Regions from separate parts of the Ovis aries genome. Here regions 1 and 3 are each linked to region 2. Evidence: chromatin contacts called from public Hi-C data. All regions are on one chromosome and are shown on one strand. The core of a region is the stretch at or near the end of the contact, and the rest is flanking DNA. Distances in the headings are between cores, read along the strand shown.

Region 1 (3,282 bases), core at 709-3,208, 890 kb after region 2:
TGAAATACTTATTGATATCCTTTTTGTGCTTAAAAAAATGCTACGGGAATAATATTCTGGAAAATATCTGAATTTTGCAATTTTTTTTTTTTTTTTAAAAAAACATGGTCGAGCATTGGCAAACTGGCCCTCCTAGAATTGGGAATACTCACTTGCCCTCCTGGTCATGATGCAGAGTTGATGCAAAAAAAAAAAAAAAAGCCAAATTGGTTGTGGATTTGACTTTAACTCTAGAGTCCCCTTTTCTTCTTTCATGAATAAACACCTCAGTCTGTCATGCAAAGTATGGTGAGAAAAAAAAAAACCACAGCTTTTAAAAAGGTAGAAACAATAAAGAAATAGCCTTTAATCCAGGAAGAGACACTTAAAAGGGACAGAGAAAAAAAGTAACAAATTGCAGGCCATAAACCATTATTTTTTTTTCTGCAGGAATGTACCGTTATTACCCTTTTATAAACACAAAGGTTCGTATCCTCCTCCCCCTCCCAGATGTCTTGGACATTGAAAAGAGAATCAAGAGAATTAACTAACTGGGTCTTCCAAGTTTGTTTGTAAGTCTGTAGGTTTGAAGGGACTGAGAATGATTTGGCAGAAAACGATGCAAAACACAACCCCCAAGCCAAAACTTTCAGTTTTACTTTTTCTACCTGAAAATCTTAGAAGACTTCCTGTCAAGTATTTGCAGATGGATGTGTGTTGGCTGTGCTGTGGTTTCAGCTCCAAGTCAAATGCCACTTCCCTGTGAGCAAGTCACACTGCATATCAACAGTAATTTAATTATGTTAAATCTCACAGGCTTCATCACATTATCCTAAAAGCCAAGAAAAATGTATGTTGTTTCCTCTTCCTTTCACACATTGCCCATGAGTAGAAGAATTTTCAGTTTCTTATCCAAAAGACCACTGAACTCTCAGTGAAAATTTTTACTTGTGTTGCAGTTCAGTTTGATTTGAAACCAAGAATTGATTCTTCTGATTCTACCCGTGAGATAGATCGAGCAATATTGTAATTGTAGAAAACAAAACACTCATCTCCTCCTTTCCCTTCCTTGAGTACAGCTGGTTTGTTACAGGCAAACAGCTGGAAGAACCACATTTAACCTCCACCAGATCACTTCATAGTTGACACAATTCCTCTTAAAAAAAGAAGAACCGATCAATGCAGTAGTTCCTTCTCCCAGAGGCTTTTCCAACAGTGCTCTGTGAAACTTGAAAATCACACACGGTTATTTAAATTTAATTGCTAATTAGTTTAAGGCAATGCATAACCAAGGAAAAGGCCAAGAAAATGTTGAATGGATTTGGCAGTTTCACGTTGCATTTGGATCGTTAGCACTTCCTGACTGAAGACCTGTACAAACAAACTTGGGGCGAAGGAACCCACTGGCATCATTCATGGTGGGGATTAAACGCAAGTGGCTTGTGGGGCTGTGCCTGGGGCCCCATCTCCCAAGTGCTCTCACAGTGGGAGGAACTCACATCCTTTGGAAACTGCTGTTGATAATTACTACTTTGTAGGGCAGTGAGCTCACGCTATTACACAAGATTAGCGCTGTGCTCCAAAGCTGGCAGATCATCTCTCCCGCACAGAGACTTGCCAGCTAGGAAAATAGTGGGCATATTGCCACTTTAACAACTATCAGGAGACCCCAAGTTAGTTTTTTTTTCCCTTCGACGTATTCATGTTTGCAGGATCCGAATCCAGGCTGCCAGCCTAGGGCAGGGACACCAAAACAAACGTCTCTTTCTCCTTTAAAACAAAGCTGCTCTTTTCCTTTGGGTAGTTGGACTAAAAGACAACAGCAAAACCATAACCTCCTTTAAAACATAAATAAACAAGGACCTAGACCAGAGTAACCTGAAGCAAGTACCAGGATCAGAAGAGGGTATATCTCTACCTCGAAGTGAGGTCATGTGCCCCGACAATTTAAATAAAACAAAATTAAATACAACCGCCCCCCTTTCCCCCATGGCGCAGACTGAAAACAAATGCCTATTGTGACCAGAGCCATCTAGGGGAAAAAGGCATTTTAAAGTTACCAAATGTTTTGATTTCTCTAATAAGTAGTCCTCCTAAGCTCCTGGCAGATAACCATTTGACCTGTGTTCTGAAAGGTGGAGAGTTGGGGGCGGAGGAAAACCCAGAGTGGTTTATCTGAGTCCTTCATTTAGAGCAAAGGTGGTTTCTTATCAGCATATGTTTCAAAAGGGTAAGCAGTCCTCTAGGGTGGGTGTTTTCTCTTTGGAGTTTGCTTTTATCCTTGTATCCTTGGGCGGTTATCTGCTTACCCCTGGCATCCTGGCATCATCTGCATTTGGCCATGGGAAGAGCAGCAGTGGCCCTACCGGTTCCAGGTGATAAAAGGAGTGTGGACACAGAGAAGTCAGCTTTTAGTACAAGGGTCATGTTTTTATAACTCATCTACATAAGTTTTTAGTTAAAAACAAACTAAATCACACGAAGACATTAACTTGTGTGCATATTGTTGTTCAACAGCTAAGTTGTATCCCTGCTCCATGGACTACAGCAGGCCAAGCTTCCCTGTCCTTCACTATCTCTTGGAGCCTACTCAAGCCCGTGTCCATTGAGCTGGTGGTGCCATCCAACCATCTCATCCTCTGTCTCCCTTTTCTCCTCTTGCCCTCATTCTTTCCCAGCACGTGGTCTTTTCCAGTGAGTCGGCTTTTCACATCAGGTGGCCACAGTATTAGAGCTTCAGCATCATTCCCTCCAATGAATATTCAGGACTGATTTCCTTTAGGATTGACTGGTTTGGTCTTGCAGTCCAAGGGACTCTCAAGAGTCTTCTCTAGCACTACATCGAAAGCATCAGTTCTTCAGTGTTCAGCATTCTTTATGGTCCAACTCTCACGTCCATATGTGACTGCTGGAAAAACCATAGCTTTGACTGTCCAGACCTTTGTTGACAAAGTGATGTCTCCGATCTTTAATACTCTGTGTAGGTTTGTCATAGCTTTTCTTCCAAGGGGCAAATTGTCTTTTAATTTTGTGGCTGTAGTCATGGTCTGCAGTGATTTTGGAGCCCAAGAAAATAAAATCTGTCACCATTTCTACTTTTTCTTCATCTGTTTCCCATGAAGTGATGGAACTAGATGCCATGATCTTAGTTTTTTGAATACTGAGTTTTAAGCCAACCTTTTCACTCTCTATAGGTGCTTATTTTTGATCTACCCTGTCCTAAGGATTTTAGGTGGCTATTATAGATTTGGCTTGTTTCTGATGCAGTTTCACCATTGATGTAAGTCATCTGATAATTTTAAA
Region 2 (3,288 bases), core at 68-2,567:
TTTCAACCACATTTGTTATACCTTTTTTCCTTTCTTTCATGTTTTTGCAGTAGATTTTAAAAATCATTTCCTCTTCTTTGTACATATATTGTTAACTTCACATATTTTAACTGTACACATAATACAACCCCACTCAAATTGCACCTCAGAGAAATTATGAGAGTGATTTAATTAATGTCATTGGTGTGCATTAGAAGCTGACAAAATGGATAAGTCAGAGCTGAGTGAAATAAAAGATGCCCAAAATGTTGACCTGGCCAAGCAAGTGAATCCTAGCAACTGTAAAGAACAAAAGCAGGCACTTCACTGTTGGTAAAAATGCTAGTTGGCCCAAATTATGAAAATCTTTACTAAACCGGAATAAAGCCTGCTTTTTTTGTAATTTGCATCACTAATGTGCTATTACACTGGTTTTTTTGGTTGTTGTTTTGTTTAATATACAGATGCAAGTGACATGTATGAGCTCATGAATAATTCAAAGATCCACTGTGAGTTCTCACCTCTGATTTTCATTGTTCCTCAGCATAGGAGGTCAGCTTTCCATTACTGTCAGAACTGGAAGAATTGTCACTGTGCAATATTATTGTTATTAACATTATTACAAGTGATTATTGTGATTACAAGTGATTATTCTTACAAGTAATTATTAAAATCCTGAATTATCTGGTCTCTAAACAACAGGATGCAACTCATGCATTTTAAAACTTAGCTCAGTGCATCTTAATGTCTGTTAGCTTGTGAAGCTGGACTACCGTTACTGACTGTCCTTGTGCTCTTGTACAGGCTTAGCATAGAAGTCACACTTTCTTAAACAGTCTCTTTCAAATCATAAAAAAATACTAAAACACTTCTGAGAGCAGAGTAAGGAATACCCCAAAAGGGAACCCCAATGACTAAGTCAAGTCAATTGAAGTCTGCAGTTCTTTTTAAAAATACCGTTTTGTCAGCTGGTTGCCTTTATGATTTTAATGTGTTTGCAGTATTGTTTCCAAATCGAAGTACGTAGAACTAATCTGCCTGACTTCCTTTGCTTGTAGAACACTTTGTTTTACTTTGTTAACACATATCGCCTGGTACCCAACCCCCATACACCCCTACCCCACCAAAAAAAAAAAAAAATAACCCACAAAAAAAACAATGAAACAGTGGAATGGTCAGCGATGATTCTGAAGCTCACACAGAAATGAGTGTTTCCAGTGAGTGCCTGGTGAATGTGGAGGCACACCAGCTGCTTGCTCTTGTCTGTTACAGACTGTGGACGTACAAGTCCTGGAACTGCTGTAACCCTGAACGGAGTGAACCGTCTACCACGGCCGCGGCACCGCGCAGGCGCACTGTGGAAGGAGACAGGGCAATCAGAGAGCACAGAGACAGAGGGTGCGTCTCAGCACTCGGCCTGCCCGCTACCGTTTGTGTGCCCTGGGCATGCAACTTAAGGGAGCGGCAAGAGGAAGGGCCCTGACTTTAATGCATTTACTGGAGCAAGAACTTATCCAAAGTTATGCCATTTAATCCGCAAAACAGCCCCAGACACAGATGTTGTTAGCTACATGCTATCCATGGGGACACTGAGCTCGGAGAAGTTGCAACCTGTCACCTTCTTAGGGTGAGGAAAATGTTAATTGGAGGGTGGGTTACTGTAAAGGTTAAGGACATAGGCTCTGAGTCAGTCAGACAGGGGTCCAAATCTTCTATGCTAGTTTTAGCGCTTATTGGCTGTGTATTCTCAGGAAAATTATTGAAGTTAGCTTTATTTTTCTCGTTTCTGAAGTGGGCATATAATCACTGTTTTCTCCTGGGGTGGTTGTGTAAATAAGATTGCATTCAACTGTTTATCTCAGTGCCTATGTTTAATTCTTTAGTTACATTATTATTAATTTATGACAGACATGGAGTTTTTCAAACTCACACATAACAATAATGACTCTCCTCTTTTCTCATATTATAAAATTATTTGTGTCCTAGTGAAATAATGAGAGGAAAGTGGCTTGTAAATGGATGTGTATGCACACTTTTGCGATTGTTCTGTTTCTTATGAGTATGTCCTGGGTCTCCAGTCACAATATAAGCTTCTGAAAAACAAGTCATATTTTCATTTCTTCTAGACCTTGTGTTTCTAATTCAGATCTCTGACAACATAAAGTCCACAATAAACCCTAATTCAGTAATTCTTACCATCATTTATCTGCAGCACTTTTACTCAAATGAGAAACTTATTTCATATTTATTATTTTGGATGGAAAACTATATAATCCAATTTGCTTTATATAGAAGAAGGGTATTATTGAGACCCAAGAATGCCATGAGTCCAACAATCATACCTTTATTATATTATAAATCTCCCCCTTCCACATGTCTTGAATATTGTTCATAGAAACAGAAATCATTTTAAAGGGGCATGTTACTATTTTTAATACCCACAGGTGTTTCATTCTTAAACTCCTTTCTTGCCCACATGAATTGCCAGTCTTACTCAGTACTGAAATAAATGCATATTAATTTTTAGGGTTGTTTATTTTATTTCTGCAGGTGCGTATTAATTTTGGAGTCCAGTTAAGCCTGTCTAGACCTTAAATGCCACCAGAGCTCTTAAACACACATGTATTTTTTATTGTTTTTGTTACGTTCTTTATTATCAGAATTAATGAATGTAGTTTTCATAAAGCTTATTGCTTACTTACCCTGAAGACTGGATTTGAGCATGCTGTTCTGGTCTGCTGAGTAAATTGAGATTTAATTACAGATATTTAATTGGTTATTATGAACTTCATGAACTGGAACTAAATGAGCCCTTCTTACCCATTTTCCGTCTTTATATGCATTATACAAACTCATCCTGGTCTAACTTCCATTCTGTGCAACTTTCACTACCGACTCATGAATCATCACTGCCTAAGGTTTTGATGTAAAACGTGTGTTTGTTGGACAGTCATACAGGGACAGTTCCTGGCTTTTTAAAAGTATATAAAGAAGAGAGATTTATTTGAAAGCAGAAATCAAGGTTAACCTTAAGAGAAATGAATTCACGAGCTAAAGAAGAATATAACCTTCATTTTGGAATTTAGAAATCAGAAACCCCACTCAAAGATTCAAGTGGAATAAAATGTAACTCTAATATCTAGCCATGTTTATTTTCAAAAAAGTCAAATACAAAATGGGATATAATGGAATAGATTGATTTTGGTGGTAGTAGAATATAATATTAAACTGTAACAGTAATTAACTAAAGTTCCATTACCATTCCCTTTAACATTAATATTTTTGGTGTAATATTATGGAAAAAAACTA
Region 3 (3,404 bases), core at 279-2,778, 790 kb after region 2:
ACTTGTTTATTAATTAAAATCTATGATCCTGGAGACCACATACAAATTGCAAAAGAAATATTACAACAAGAGTCTAGGCTTCTACAAGTTTTAAAGTATGAACTTAAGTTAACTTACTCAAAGAAATTCAGTGTGAAAACGGACTTTGTCCTTTAATCATCACTGTTATGAGATGTTGAGTTTGATATAATTTTAATAGGGATTTCTTCAGTGAGAAAAATTATCTCATTTTCCATATTTGGAATACTTCTATTTTTGTGTAGAAAGAAAAGTGTGCTATCCACTCCAGTATCCTCCGTGTTAAACTGATAGGCACCTCGGATTTACTTTGTTCTCATTGTATAAACTCATACTTGACTTCAAAGAAAAGGGAAATACAAAGTCCTTCTTTTCTAAGGGGCAGAAATCCTTTGTGTCAACTGGTTGACCCTTGCTGTCAGGTCCTCTTGGAAGGCTTTTGTAGCAGGAGGCAGGGGACTCTTCCATGTGTTGATATTGTTTACGTAGTCCAGTGGACCTGGCTGAGAATAAAAATCACATAAACTCAAGAAAGATTATGGTCCCATTTCCTGACCACAGGGGAGGTGATTGATATATCCAAGGAATCTCGGCTGCTCAGGGAAATTATTAAATATTCTGCCACGAGGGACACTTGGAAAGACTGAGGGAAAGAAAGAAGGAAGAAAGCCGAATATAGCCTTCTGGAGGTTTGTGGCAGGGGAAGAGGATGTGTTTGAGTTTGACAAGGGATTTGCCTCGGGGAATTTCCTGTCCAGCCCCGTTATTAGCAGGGTCTTTGTAGATTGCTCAATGACCCCGGGCTCCCCATTGGGTAGCTCCAGGGGAAGGCAGTGGGGGATTCTTATACTTCCTCTCTAGGTCTCAGAAGGGTCCCCTTGTCTCAGTGTCTCTTTCAGGTTGGCAGAAGCCAGGACTCTGACCCTTGCCTCAAATGGGACAGGCAGGCTCGGTGGCCGCGTAAACACGCTGTAACCAAGTTCTGGGCTAATTTTTACAGAGTTTCGTTTGCTCCCCAGAAAAACCGACGGTACTCAACGGTCTCCTGCGGGCCTGCCCCACAAGAGCCTGGGGGCTCCTTTGCCCGAAGCCAGCACTGGCAGCGCGGGGGGCGGGGTAGAGGGGGTGGGGAAGGGTGGGAGGGCAGCAGTTTCCTCGCGCACTGCGCGATGTTCCTTAGTGAGCCGCTGAATGGGGAGCGCGGCTGTCCCCAAGCCGATTGGTACTTGCTTGTCAGGAAGAAACGCCGAGAGGTGGGAGTGCCTGGGGAGGGAGGCAGGCGGTCCCTACCGCAAGCGCGGGGAGCTGCCTTTCCGCCCCTCTGCCTGCCTTCCCAGCCTGGGCTTTGAGGAGTGGCTGAAGCTGCGGAGCGCTTGAGGAGCCTGTGAATGAACCCTCCTCCTCCTCCTCCTCCTCCTCCTCCTCCTCCTCCTCCTCCTCCTCCTCCTCGCCGAGTCTCCTCCTCGGCGCTGACGGTACAGTGATATAATGATGATGGGTGTCACAACCCGCATTTGAACTTGCAGGCGAGCTGCCCCGAGCCTTTCTGAGGAGGAACTCCAGTCGGGAGGGCGCAACAGCCGCGAACCTTCTTAGGTGCTGCGGTCAGGCGTGGGGACGGGGATCTGCGGCCAGCCCCGCATCCTCCAGCACCATCCCGCACGCTTCCCCGGGACACCGCGCTTCCTATGTAACCCGCCCCGGCAACGCCGAGCCCAATCGCGCAGCGCTGAGGTGAATTTTCCCCCCAAACTGCAATAAGCCGCCTTTCAAGGTAATCACGTTTCTTTTGTTTCCCCTTTAAAAAAAAAAAAAAAGAAAGAAAAGAAAAAGAAAAACTTATAGGAAAAAAAAATCTAGTTTAGAAAAAAAGTAGATTGTGATTGGTAGAAGGCTTTAATTAAGGCAAAGAGAACTATCTTTGAGAAGTTAAGAAAATATAGGCACTGTAAAAAATGCAGGTAACTTTCAGAAGGATGTTTGGAGAGAGGACTACGGAGGGACCTTGGTGCTGAAAAAGATCCAGACAAAAGAAGCCTGGGGTGGGGTGGGGGTAGACAGACTAATGGAATTGGGGGAAGGGAGGGAAGGAAATGCGGAGACCCCCTAGAAGCGTCGAGGGGTCTGGAGCTGGAGAGGACGGAGGGACCCTGGCACCTTGATCTTTTTGTTGTCGTTAACCTGCTCGAGGCAAAAGTTTGAATGGGGACTCCCGAGACTTGCCCACACGCAAATCCCCGAAGCAGCCTTGGTGCAGGCCACCTGGTTCCTGGCCCCTGGTGTGTGGTCAGTGCCCGGCGTTCCTGGAAAGCCGCTCTCGGGCAGCTCCTGACAAGGCGATCCGGGTTCTGAGCGGACGTGACCCCCTCATCCCGCGGGCTGTATGGGAGGTGGTCCGGTCGGGGGGAGGTGCAGGGTTCCCGGTCCGCTTCTCTGGCGACTTGAGGGCTGTCACGGCTCTCTCCGGTGCCCCTGGGTTCTTTTGTCCAGCGCGCCGTGCTCCGGAGCCGGCCAGGAGGGAGCAGGGGATGGGGGTGGGGTGTTTGGAGCGCCGCGGAGGTCTGCTCCGCGCCAGGGCGGGAAAAGCTTGCTCCGAACCAGTAGAGATGTGCAAGAATTTTAGCTCATTCTGAGAAGCGAGGTAGAGGCTTTTGCTTCCATCTTAACCAGCAAGCCAGCGCTTAGGGCGCTTTTCAGACAAAGGTGGCGTGGGGACCCGAATCTGGGGCCTCTAGGATCAGCCCTCTTCGCCCAGACTCCTGTAGCCCTCCTTTTCCTTCCATTTCCCCACCCCTTTCGCCGCTCGCGGCCCTAGTTGAGCAACTTCACTGGCGAGTCTTGCGGCGGCAGAGAGCGAGTGTCGGCAGCTCCGGGGGACGCCCTGGGCTGGAGCGCCCCACCGCCCTGCGGAGGCGTGGGCGCCGCCGGGCAGTATCCCTGGTGCGTGCGGGTTGGGGGGCATCAGGGTTGTCTAGGCTCACTGTCTGTGTCACTGGGCGTGGAGCGATCCCTGTGTTAGGCAGCGGAGAGCGAGGTAGAAAACTAGTGTCATCGCTTAAACTATGTGCTCTGGGATCCAGCTGCGCCCTAAGAAGTCCCGCAAGTTCCCCGGAGATGCTACGGGAGGGAGGAAACATTTACACCGCGCCTGGAGAGCTGTCCCGCTGTGCGCACACCCACAGGCGGAAAGACAGTCTGGCTCTCTGTCCGCTTTCTCATCTTTGTCTCTACCTTTCTGTCTCCATCTTCTCTGTTTCCCTTCCCCTCTCCCAGCCTCTGCTCCGTCTCTTTCGCTCCTGTGTCCCCTCCCCCACCGCTGACAAATGAATGGCTAGTGTGAAATCCCTGCCTCCTCTGTCCGCCGAGGCAGGCAAGAAGGGAGGAGC

What was found. A called contact is a pair of places that touch in the nucleus more often than the background predicts.
Region 1: a Hi-C map of hypothalamus shows a contact between it and region 2, with 8 times the contacts expected there. The contact joins two enhancer-like sites. A contact is called at or near these places in 2 of 16 Hi-C or Micro-C datasets (hypothalamus and tail adipose tissue).
Region 3: a Hi-C map of hypothalamus shows a contact between it and region 2, with 5 times the contacts expected there. The contact joins the promoter of VCAN here to the enhancer-like site in region 2. A contact is called at or near these places in 4 of 16 Hi-C or Micro-C datasets (hypothalamus, skin fibroblasts and tail adipose tissue).

Annotation. Positions count from the first base shown.
Region 1 is chr5:81,000,508-81,003,789 of ARS-UI_Ramb_v3.0, forward strand. All of the region lies in intron 10 of VCAN (versican), which reads left to right. Among named protein-coding and RNA genes, the nearest start is that of TRNAS-GCU, 71 kb to the right of the region's middle. Within about 2 kb of position 1,959, at least 13 of the 54 cell types and tissues checked have an H3K27ac peak or open chromatin away from gene starts, as enhancers often do. A contact at or near this core is called in hypothalamus, where this site is marked.
Region 2 is chr5:80,106,999-80,110,286 of ARS-UI_Ramb_v3.0, forward strand. All of the region lies in intron 2 of LOC132659837 (a long non-coding RNA gene), which reads left to right. Among named protein-coding and RNA genes, the nearest start is that of RPS23, 330 kb to the left of the region's middle. Within about 2 kb of position 1,318, at least 12 of the 54 cell types and tissues checked have an H3K27ac peak or open chromatin away from gene starts, as enhancers often do. A contact at or near this core is called in hypothalamus, where this site is marked.
Region 3 is chr5:80,900,821-80,904,224 of ARS-UI_Ramb_v3.0, forward strand. It overlaps VCAN (versican), which reads left to right and starts at 1,529. Exons shown (of 13, transcript XM_042250732.1): 1 at 1,529-1,792.